Regions from separate parts of the Arachis hypogaea genome. Here region 2 is linked to region 1. A link is a contact called in public Hi-C data. All regions are on one chromosome and are shown on one strand. The core of a region is the stretch at or near the end of the contact, and the rest is flanking DNA. Distances in the headings are between cores, read along the strand shown.

Region 1 (5,691 bases), core at 1,448-3,947:
GAATTAGCAAATATTTAAATCAAAGCTTAAAAAATCTTCAAGATATTTAAAATAAATAAACTTTTAAAGGATAATATCAAGATACAAATACCAACGGTAAAAACACGCAACTTAAATAATATAACAGGACACATACATAAGAAAGGTGGAAAAAAAAAAAAAAAGAAAAAGGTATGAATCTTTTTTCCTCTATTTTCTTAGATTGTTGTCGGATTTAGAGTGTACCATGGTAAGAAGAGGTTTTGAGGAGCCTCTCAATAAACTTCCTACCTATGAGTGTTGGTAACCTTATCTTATATTAGACTAAGAATATAATCAATCATTTCAATTATAAACTATAAAAAAAGATCTAATTTGCAAAGGTATTCAAAGGTCATTCTATTGAATGAACAAAGCTTGAAACAAATAATAGAGTAGACAATAGCCCAAAAACAAGAATATTTTAATTTTTTATTGTATTTAGGCTGCAAAAAAATTGCTCATCTATCCACATAAGAGAAAGTGAGCAATAACTTCATTAAATCATATAAACTACAAACACATTTGAACAAAGAATAAATTATCAGATTTATAGTTGAAGTCTAATTTGACCAGATAAAAAGAAACCAATGTAAGTTTGTTAATAAATTCAAATTTTAAATTACATTTTGTAAATAAAGTTAGAAGAACAGAAGTTAGAACATTACTAATTATCTAATTCAACTTAACTAACAAATAAAAAAAACTCAATTTCATCAGCAATCTATACAAATGAATAATAAAATTAGCAAATTTAAATAAATAATTAAGAGTAAACTGTTCTCTTTAACTATCTTTCCTTTCCATATTCTAAAATTTGTAATTGCAATATGATACAATTAAAAAAAAAAACATAAAATCATCTAATATTACATGGACAAAACATAAATATGATTTTGCAATTATAAAGCAGCAAAAATCCTAGCAAATAAAAATAGATACCTTATATACGCCCGTTGAAGATAATTCAAAGCTGCTGGAAGAGATGCCGTCATTCTCACTGCAAATCAGCTATACCACTGTTAGCTTCTCTGCCAACCCAACCTAGTCCAACTTCAACCTCCAGTCAAAACAAAAGCAGATTTAACATAAATAAATAATTTTATCTTTTTTTAAATATATATAAAATAATTTTCTTCTTTTTTAAAGAAATTACTTCTATAACATCACTGACAGTATGATCTCAGAGCTCTTCGTTTTCTGCATCAGTGTTGTCAATAATTTTTTTTCAAATATATATAAAACAAATTTCTACTTTTTTTAAAGAAGTTACTTCTATCTCTATATAACACCACCGATAGTAAGATCACAGAGCTTTCTATTCTCTGCATCAGTATTGTCAACTTGTTGTCAACTCTCCTTTTTCATTGACGACTGCAACACCACTCACCGGTGAGAGAATTAACCATTATTCATAAGATAGATAGATGAATCAATTCTTTCAATTTCAAAATATTGATCTCAATAAAAAAGACAAACAAAACACAAAATATTTGACGGTTATTTTCATACGAAAATAGATAAATTTTAATCAGTATTTATTCTTTTTAAAAAAGTTACATTGTTATTAAAAATAAATTTGGAATCAAACTACAATACAACCTAAATGAGTAATGTTACAGGTACAAATTTTTTTGTCAATCAAGTTAGTTTAACATCAACAAAAATTATTTTTATCATTTTTACTTATTCATTCACCTCCTAAATTTTATTATCTAACTTAGATAGACTTAATTCATAAAAAAATTTATACGTGTAGTATTTTTTCTATCTAAATATTATAAAAAAATATTGTAAAATATTTTTTTAAAAAAAGATACAAATACGAGGAATTAAATATTATAAATGAATTAATGCATGTAATATTCGCATAAAAAACATAGAGAAGGAGGTCAGATCATTTGTTGTTTATTGAAAATGATGGTAATTTAAAACTGTACATTCTTTTGTATGTTGATAATACATTGATAACTGTCAATGATCTCAATGCTATCCAATCTCTCATAAATTAGCTAAACAACATTCTTTTCCATGCAGCCACCCTTGATCCAAGCACCATTTTTGCATCTTCAGATTTTGATTGGGGTCAGACTTAAATGACGATATAAGTGTAGTCTTACTAGCTGCAAATCCAATTTTACATGACAAAACTAATCATTTTGGTTAAGATCTGCATTTTATATATAGCCGCTTATATACACAATAGGATGATCAATAATCAAGTCCACATTTCTCTTAATTCACTCATACACCAGCTATTCTCTCTATTTTATTCCTTTCTTTGAAACTTCACACACAAACTCTCATATTCTATCAGATATCAAATAAAATGAAATTTTACCAAATAGATAGGAGTTAATGTGATTTCTGAGTGAAACAAAAGATCCATTCTAATACAAAATTATATGTTGCTGCGTCTTCAAATTAGTCTATATAAGCAGCATCTAAATATTTCCGTAACAAATTCTCCACACTAATAGAATATATTTTCTTCAATCATATACCAATATTTTCTTTGTTTTCTATTGGTTTTTTTGTTGGGCTTAGAATTTATCTTATAGTCATTTATTTTTCTAGATAAATATATTTCAAACGTTTAAAATTACAATACTATACAAAAAAATGGGAAACTGTGGCCCAATATAAATTTAGGCCGACCCATCCATTTTGGGCCTTGTTGCTTAACAGGCCCAGCAGTCTGCCCAGTTATAAACTTATTTCAGATCTAAAAACATCCGACCATCTGTCCAAGAAAGAAAGTCCGACCAAAAGAATCACTGACAAAAATTATCATACTCATGTAGACCAGAAACTCAACTTGCTAAATGAGTTATCGAATAAAAAGTTAAAAATTAGCAGAAGGGTAACAAATGCATATAACGTAAGTCACAAAATAATAAAAAAAAAAGCATATAAGAGCAGATGGCAATTTCAGCTATAAAAAAAAATTCAAATTTGACAAAATGGCTCTTCGAAGGAAAAAAAAAATCCATGGCCACAGAAAAATGAAAATCTTATGACAAAATTCACCAACTCTTTCTCATCATAACCCAATATTTTTATATCACGAATATACAAAATTGTGAGCGTTTGGTGTAAGGTTGAGACTTAAGGATGCACAAATTTGCAAGGTTGAACGAAAAAGTGATTGGTTCAATAGTTGAAACAGAGTTAAAGCGTAGTTGACGGATTTAATTAAATATAAAATAAAATAATTAAAAATTTATTATATAATTTTAAATATTTAAATTTAATAATTTTAAGACTAATAAAATTTAAAATTTTATAATTTTACTTAATAATTTATTTATAATTTATCATTAAAAAATCATAAATAAATTTAAAATATTAAAATTTATAATTAAAGAAAATCAAAATGTACATAAATAATAAATACATAATAAGTTTTAACATAATAAAATAAAAGATACTATTCATAACAGATCATAATCACCATTAAGTATTTCAAATTATATACAACTAAAAACAACACAAATTACATTTTACTCAGATTTTGAATATACCTTAGTTGCTTTAAAAAATTTGCCGGATGACTATTAGCAACATCAGATGACATGCAACTGATTTTTTTTTCTTAATAATAATAATAATAATAATAATAATAATAATAATAATAATAATAACTAATTCATACAAATTTAGGGATATTGAGTTGTCAAAAAAGAGAGATTCTATTTTGTGATTTTTATTGACAACAAGAATATAGTAAAGTGGCTAAATAAAAAGAAAAGTACGTCTTAGAAGCAATGGAATCTAAAAAATAAACCTCATAGAATAAAGCATTTAGTACAAAATATTGGAGTCAAGTATAGAAATACTCGTGATTTTAAGGCAAGAAAAGAATAGGAGTGTGGCTATGACAAACAATAACTATTAGGTAAAGTGGATCACATAAATATAAGTGCATGGTAATGAAGGTGGAATAAATGAGGTAAAATTGTGAAATTATAATGATATAAGTGGTTAGCATAATGAAATCATTTGGAAAAAAATCAAAACATGACAAACACAATATTTAAAATGCTCAACAAGAGACATAAAGATACTTATTCATGTTTTTGTCATGTAATTTTACTTATTATTTATTTGTTTAAAGGTCTGTTTATGTTTTGGTCGTTAATTTTGTAGATCATTTTAATGTGACGTGCGTTTTGTTTAATTTGTGTTTATCTTTGATGGCATTACTAGAGAAGGGAATAACTCACAAATTAAATTCTCTCTCCCCAACTTTAAGTCGAGTCTGTAATAGCAATCTAAAAAAATTAGAACTCCTAAAAAAATTGGACCAATTTATACGATTCACCGATTAACTGTCGATTCGAGTAATTTTTTTATTGGTTTTTGCTATACAATTTTTTATATGAATCTAATTAGTTGAAAAACCGATTTTTAGTTAACTTAGTCGAACCGGCCAATTTATTTTAATTTTCATAACCATGCAAATTCGGGAGTTTAAATGTTGTATTAGAGATTAGAATTTGCTTATTTGAGGTCCAATAGGAATTTTAGTTGGTGATCTACAAATAATGACTCATGAATTTTGTCAAAAAAAAAAATGTTTCAAAGATCACATATTCATTTCTTTAATTTAAAGTCATTTTGTCAAAACCAAAATTTTATAGTGCCAAAATAGTTACCCTTCTCCAAAAACCAAAATACTAGACATGGTCACATGGTGTTGTTTTTGTGTGGCGGCTGAGAAAGTATGTGTGGCACGCAGATGTCTATGTAATGGTGCATATTCTAGTGAAGGTTCTATAATTATCTTCAATGAAAATGATTTCTTTTCATAATTGAATAGTAGTTTATAAAGTTTTTATTATAAAAGCGTCACCTTTATCTAAAAGTAATAGTTATTCTCTTTGAATTATTTTTTTTTAATAATTCACGCTTTTAAAATGTGGTTAAAAAAATATTTTTACAAAAAATTATTTTTGACATTTTTGTTAAGATAAATGGCATATATAATATATAGTCAGCGGCCTTCAAAAATATATATTTCATTTTCAATAATTCACCTTCTTTATTGTTAATACAATTATATTATGTGTATATTAAAAATTAATTATCAAATTAGTCATTCAAATAGTAGAATACATAATAAAATATAAAATAAATATTTATTAAAAAATTGTAAGATAATAGATTTATTTGATAATTAATTTTTGTATGTACATTACACTTTTTACTTTAATTTCAGTTATTCATATTATTTGACAGATCAATAATTAGCCTATAAACGTGCATCTCATTTGTAATCGAAGCTTTACTAAGCCTGGGGAGTTGGGCATGCTTTGTAGCCCAGAATCATTTCAGAATCTAATTCCACAGGGATGTTTGAAATTATGCAATGTAGTTGTCAATTAAATTACTATATATATAGGAAATGTAACCAAAAAAATCAAAACAACAATTGTTTTAAAACAGAATGAGTATTATATTCATTGGGCTCTTATTATTGGACTAAACAAAGATGAAATCTATAGCAGCCATATTATATTGACGGAAGAGTTTCAAGCGTACAAAAATATCGGTATTTCAATTATTTTAACGTGAATTTAAATTATAAAAAATATATAATATATATTAATTAAAATTAACGGTTAAAATAATTAGAATATCGATATTTTTTGTATACTTAAAATTTTTTTA
Region 2 (5,691 bases), core at 903-3,402, 58 kb before region 1:
TTTTTTTCTTTTTATAAATCTTCAAATTCATTAAAAAGACAAGTAATTTCAACCAACTAATTAATATTTTGCTTTTGTTTTTCACATTATTTTCTATTTCGACAAATCAAAAACTAATTCGTCATGCATCTGAACTCTATTTAAAAGTTTGTCGCTGATCAATAAATTATTATATGTTCAATGTCAAATTTAAATCCCAATACTTACTTAAACAGACTAGTAAACTAGTTAGTAGATCAATCCAAATTAATTCCAACTAATTAATAATTGATATCTTTGTTTAACCAACCCAATTATATTTCTAATAATAAGCTTAGCTATTTTTAAAAATATTTTCCAAAACATCAATGTAGATTCAAATTATGATATTGTTGCAAATGACAATTTTGTCCTCACCAGCAGCGATTGATATATACATTTAAACAACGAAATTTGGACTATATGACTTATGCTTTTTTATTAAGGTTGCGTGTTTAGTTTCCCACATGGAAAATTCTCTAATTATGCTAATTTGATATTAATGAGCCATTGACTGAAACTTAGAAAATTATTGTAAGGCCACATTATGAGTTATTATTATAATAATAATAATAATAATAGAAATAAAAGTTAGGTGAAGATGTGAAGGATACATACAGCACCAGGCATGCGTGGCCATGGACCAGAATCAAAAGCTTGACGTGCTGCCTTCACAGCAATATCAATATCTTCTTTTGTAGCCTCTGCTATTTCTGTAATCACTTCTTCTGTTCTTGGATCTACTGTCTCAAACCTTTTTCCTTTTTAATAGAAAAAAGGTTATTATCAAGTTAATTCAACTGTTTTAACATTTTTTTTAATTTAAAAAAACGAAAACCTAAAAAAAAAAAAAAATCATGCCACATAGATACATACTCTCTTTGTTCTCAAATAAGTGTTTATTTAAAAGAAAAAAATTAAACAATTGTCCACCTAACCTAACACATTAATATTATTACTATTTTTTTAGCCATACCCCTAAATAAATAGATAAAAGAGAATTAAAGAGAGTAATTATTGCTATCAAGAATATTTTTTAATTTTAATTTTAATATATTTAAATGTTTTTAATCAGAATATAAATTTAAAAATAGACATTTATTTATTTGAAAATTGAGAAAGTATAATCATACGCCTTCACTAATTATTAATTAAACAGCAAAATGAGGTCAAATTAAGCTGCTATTTCTCTTATATATTCTCCTGCTGATTCGAATCTATACTATGTGCTATGTGCAATGTTGCTAAAATACAACCTTGATAATTCACCTTCATTGAACCTTTTCATAAACTTTTATCTTTTTTATTTTTTTAATATTTTGAGTTGACATCACTGGTATCCTATTACATGTGCACACCTCTGGCCAGCCAAATGAACTCGGTGATTATTGTTGGTATATATCATCATAAAATAAATGTGTTAATTATATATTTGTAAATTAATGGAATATATATTATTATTTTTTTATAAATATTAGCAAATAAAATGAAATTGTAAAATGAGACTTGGGGATGCACGTTCGTCAGAGTTTAAATCTCTTACCACTAAGAAACTAGTTTAAAATATCTTAGCAATAAAATAATATTAAAACTAATATAATGTTATTATTAAGCCAACCAACCACTCCTTCCATCAATATGATCATCAAGTTCAGTTCAACTCTTCCATGATGATCGATGTCCTCAACTGAAGAATGAAACTATCCCATTTCTCAAACCAAGCTAATTAAGGATATTTTTCTATGCCAGGTACGCAATTCTTATTAAATTACAATTGGGTTCTGTACTAACTGGAAATTAAAACGATACATAGAGACCAATATATATGAATTATTAGGGGAAAGAATAGAGGTAATTAAGAAAATGAAGAGAGAAGAAGAATAATTAATTAATTAGAACCTGAAACTGAATCCACGAATTCTCCATTGATGAAGAGCTTTGTAAACTTTATCTTTGGAATCTTGAGAAAAGAACCATTATTATTGCTATCATCATTGCCATTGCTGAGATTTGCCATCTCTCTCGAATCAAGCCAAGTATGAGGGAGTATGCTTGGCTTCGGTGTGGAGAGGGAATATATATTTATACACTACATGCTGGTCACTTATTTCTTGTATATGTGACACAAGCATTCTAATTAACTAGATATAAACAAATAAAGTTATAACTAGGAGTCTAGGACAATTTTGTAATTTCCCTTCATTTATAAAAATGATTTCATTTTGACCTTTTTTGTCACTTGTAAAATTCCATATCTTGAAAGTTCAACAAATTAAATGACTAATAACAAATAATAATTAATAAATTTGATTTTAATTAAAGTTCTATATATTATTGATAAAATATTTTTATAATATTCATCAAGCCAATACATTTTAGATTTTTTCTATAAATAAAATATAAACTAATTCATAAAATAAAATTATTATCACCTGAAAAATATGTTAACTCTGGCACACTATTCAGTGATATTAACATATAAATAAAAGTGTTTTGTTGATTAGATTATGATAATACTAGAAAAATAAAAAAATTTTGTTTAAATTTATCTTATTTAACATTTATATATTAATTATTATTAGGATTAATAAATATTAAATAAGACAAATTCTAATTATTTTTGTCTGATTTTTTTATTATTAAATATTTTCGATCAAATTAAATCATAGTTGCATGATTGTTATCACAAGTAACACTTATAATTAAAGGAAAATGGATATTTTCAACATTATTTCAAATTATGTTACCAAATATGATATTTTATTATATAATATTTTTTTAGATATTTTTTTATCTCACTTAAAGAGTATATAATAAAAAAAAAATCTCATTTTATAATATCAATTAAGAAAAAAAATAAAGAGAATCGATTGTCATATTAATGTATAGTACAAAAATCTATTAGTCAAAACTATATCCAAGCCATAATTTCTTTTCCATATAAAAGGATTCCTATATGATATAATGTTTAATTTAGGTAGAATCGATTAATTAGCCTGTAATTCATATTAGTCAATGTTTTGTTACCATCTCGTAGTAATACATATCATTAGATAACTGTGTCAAAAAAAATTATATTGATATATATTGTATCAATTTATTTTCGACAGAAAACACTCACAAGATTACATATTTTTGGTTTAATATAATTTTAAAAAAAAAATTGTACCCATAAATTTTATAAACACGAACAAAAATATCGGTTAAAAAAAACTAACGTTGTATCCATTAAAAATGGGTTTCGTACGATAAAGTACTAAAACTTTAATTTTTTGTTGACTTTTTAATAAATTTTTAAATTATTTTTACCTGTTATCTTTAACATTAACTTTATCACCATCTCTTCTTTCCCAAATCTTAAACTTTCATATCTTTTTATTACCACTCTCCTAACCACCTTTATTCTCAACTCGTCTATAATCTTAGAAGAAGAAGATGAAGAACAGAAAGTAGACGGCAATTGCAGCTCAGAAACTGAGTTCTGATGCGGTGGTGGCCAGAATTTGGTGCTTTCAGAACTGGGAGGAAAACAAAAACTAGAATGAGATGGTATTCTTGAAGTCAAACTTCTGCATCTGAGTTTGTGGTTTTTTTTAGTTCGAAGTGGGTGGCTTTAAAGGGTGGGTTGTTCCACCTGCTAATAACACCAACATCTACAATAACTGAACTTCTCACAACAAGTTTCAAGCAATCCATAAGTACTCTTCTTTTTTATTTATTCCATGCTTTCTTGCTTATTATTTCATCCACACATAATTTCTTTTTATTCCACAGGTTATGAATATGATGATTACTGTCATGGCCAAAACTTATGGTGGATAGGGGAGACAATGATTTCAGTTCCGACGAGTCACTTAGTTTCTGATAAGGCAGCACCATCCAGATTCCAGTTGTGTTGTTGGAGCTTGAATCCGGTAGATCTGAACTCGCTATCGTACTGAGGTAAAGGCAATCTATACGTGGATTTAAGGCAGCGCTGGAGCCGCCGCAGGGCTTAGAGTGGGTGCCGTCAGAGGTGATAGTATTGCTTGGGAATAGACAGATTTTCTAGAGGCTTGTCATCGCCTTCGTCATCACCGATGTGAAAAGATGATGACGGTCGTGGTGGTGGTAGTAGAGTAGCAAAGATAGAGAAGGTGGTTAAGGTGGTAGTAATAGAAAAATGTAAAAATTTGAGATTTGGGGAAGAAGAGATGGTAATAAAGTTGATGTTAAAGATAAAGAGTGGAAGTTATTTGAAAATTTTATTAAAAAGTTAACAAAAATTTAAGTTTAGATATTTTTATCGTACGGAATCTATCTTTAACGGGTACAATATTAATTTTTTTCTTTGACTGGTACTTTTATTAACGTTTGTAAAGTTTATAAGTACAAATAATTGTTTTTTCTTTTTAATATAAATGAGTTATAGATTAAGACATTTTTTGTGGCATTATTGAATTTTGAGAATTGGTATTGTTTTCTATTTGTTCAGTACTTTTAATAAATGTTTTACCTTTTTAAAAATCAAATGTGAATATATATTTTTTTTTTACTTTAACAAGTGATGTTGATTTAATATTTTATTAGATTGGAATATTTTTATTGTTGGAGTATAATTAAAATTAATTTAGATCAATTAGTATTATTTATATTAAGATTCATTTTGATGGTTCATTTTATCGTTATAAGATACAATTGGTTGCTTAAGATTGTATGTAAGAATATGGTATTGATTATGAAAAAACTTTTGCTTCTGTTGCTCGTCTCACATCTGTTCGAGCTCTTCATGCCATTGTTGCGGTCAAAAACTAGTCTCTCAATAAGATAGATGTGAAGAATGTGTTTTTTAATGGGATTTAAAAAAGAGAGTTAAGTACGATTTTGGTCCCTAACGTAGAGGCCGAAAATTTATTTCGTCCCCGATCTTTTTTTTGCTAAAAAATGGTCGTGAAGGTTTCAGTTTATTTTAAAATCGTTCTTTTCACCAAATTTTTTATTTTTATTATTAAATTATTCCTAACTAAAAAATTATAAAATAAAATAAAAAAGAAAAAAGAAAGAAAGGGAACGATAAAAGGGAGAAAGAGAATCGGGGGGAGGGGAGGGAAGAAGGGGGAAGGGAAGGTAACGCCGCTGCACCGCCGCCTGTGATAGAGAGAACGGAAGGAAAAACCACCACACACACATGGATGAAGAGGGGGGAGATAGAGAGTAAGGGAGAAGAAAGAGATCGAAAGGGGAAACAGAGAGTAAGAAAGGAGAAAGGGAGAAAAGAGAGATCGAAAGGGAGAGGGAGACCGCGTTCAGCGCCGCCGCCGCCACTTGCGCGCCGCTCGTCGTCTCTGCTCCTCTTCCTCGCTCGTCGTCGATGCTTCTCGTCATTTCTGCTTTTGTTTTTGCTTCTGTTTCTGTTTTTACTTCTGCTTCTGGTTTTGCTTTTGTTGTTGCTCTGATTTTATTATCCATTGTTGTTGCTGGTGTTGTTCTTCTAATTGTTGTTGTTTCATTGTTGTTATTGTTTCACTGCTTTCTGCTTCTACCTGCTTCTGTTTCTACATTTTCTTGTGCCTCTGCGCCTCTGCTTTTGGTTGATTTTGGAGAAGAAGAAGGAAGGGTATTTTCGTTCGAAGGACGATTTTAAACAAACTGAAACATTTGGGACCATTTTGTAGCGAAAAAAAGGCCAGAGAC

Evidence for each region. A called contact is a pair of places that touch in the nucleus more often than the background predicts.
Region 2: a Hi-C map of an unstated tissue shows a contact between it and region 1, with 7 times the contacts expected there. The contact joins the promoter of LOC112751188 here to the enhancer-like site in region 1. A contact is called at or near these places in 3 of 8 Hi-C or Micro-C datasets (leaf and an unstated tissue).

The regions. Positions count from the first base shown.
Region 1 is chr15:147,658,132-147,663,822 of arahy.Tifrunner.gnm2.J5K5, reverse strand. No RefSeq gene overlaps it. Among protein-coding and RNA genes, the nearest start is that of LOC112749211, 15 kb to the right of the region's middle. Within about 2 kb of position 2,697, at least 3 of the 3 cell types and tissues checked have open chromatin away from gene starts, as enhancers often do.
Region 2 is chr15:147,715,277-147,720,967 of arahy.Tifrunner.gnm2.J5K5, reverse strand. It overlaps LOC112751188 (aldehyde dehydrogenase family 2 member C4), which reads right to left and starts at 2,152. Exons shown (of 9, transcript XM_025800248.3): 1 at 1,918-2,152; 2 at 637-779. The coding sequence starts at 2,035.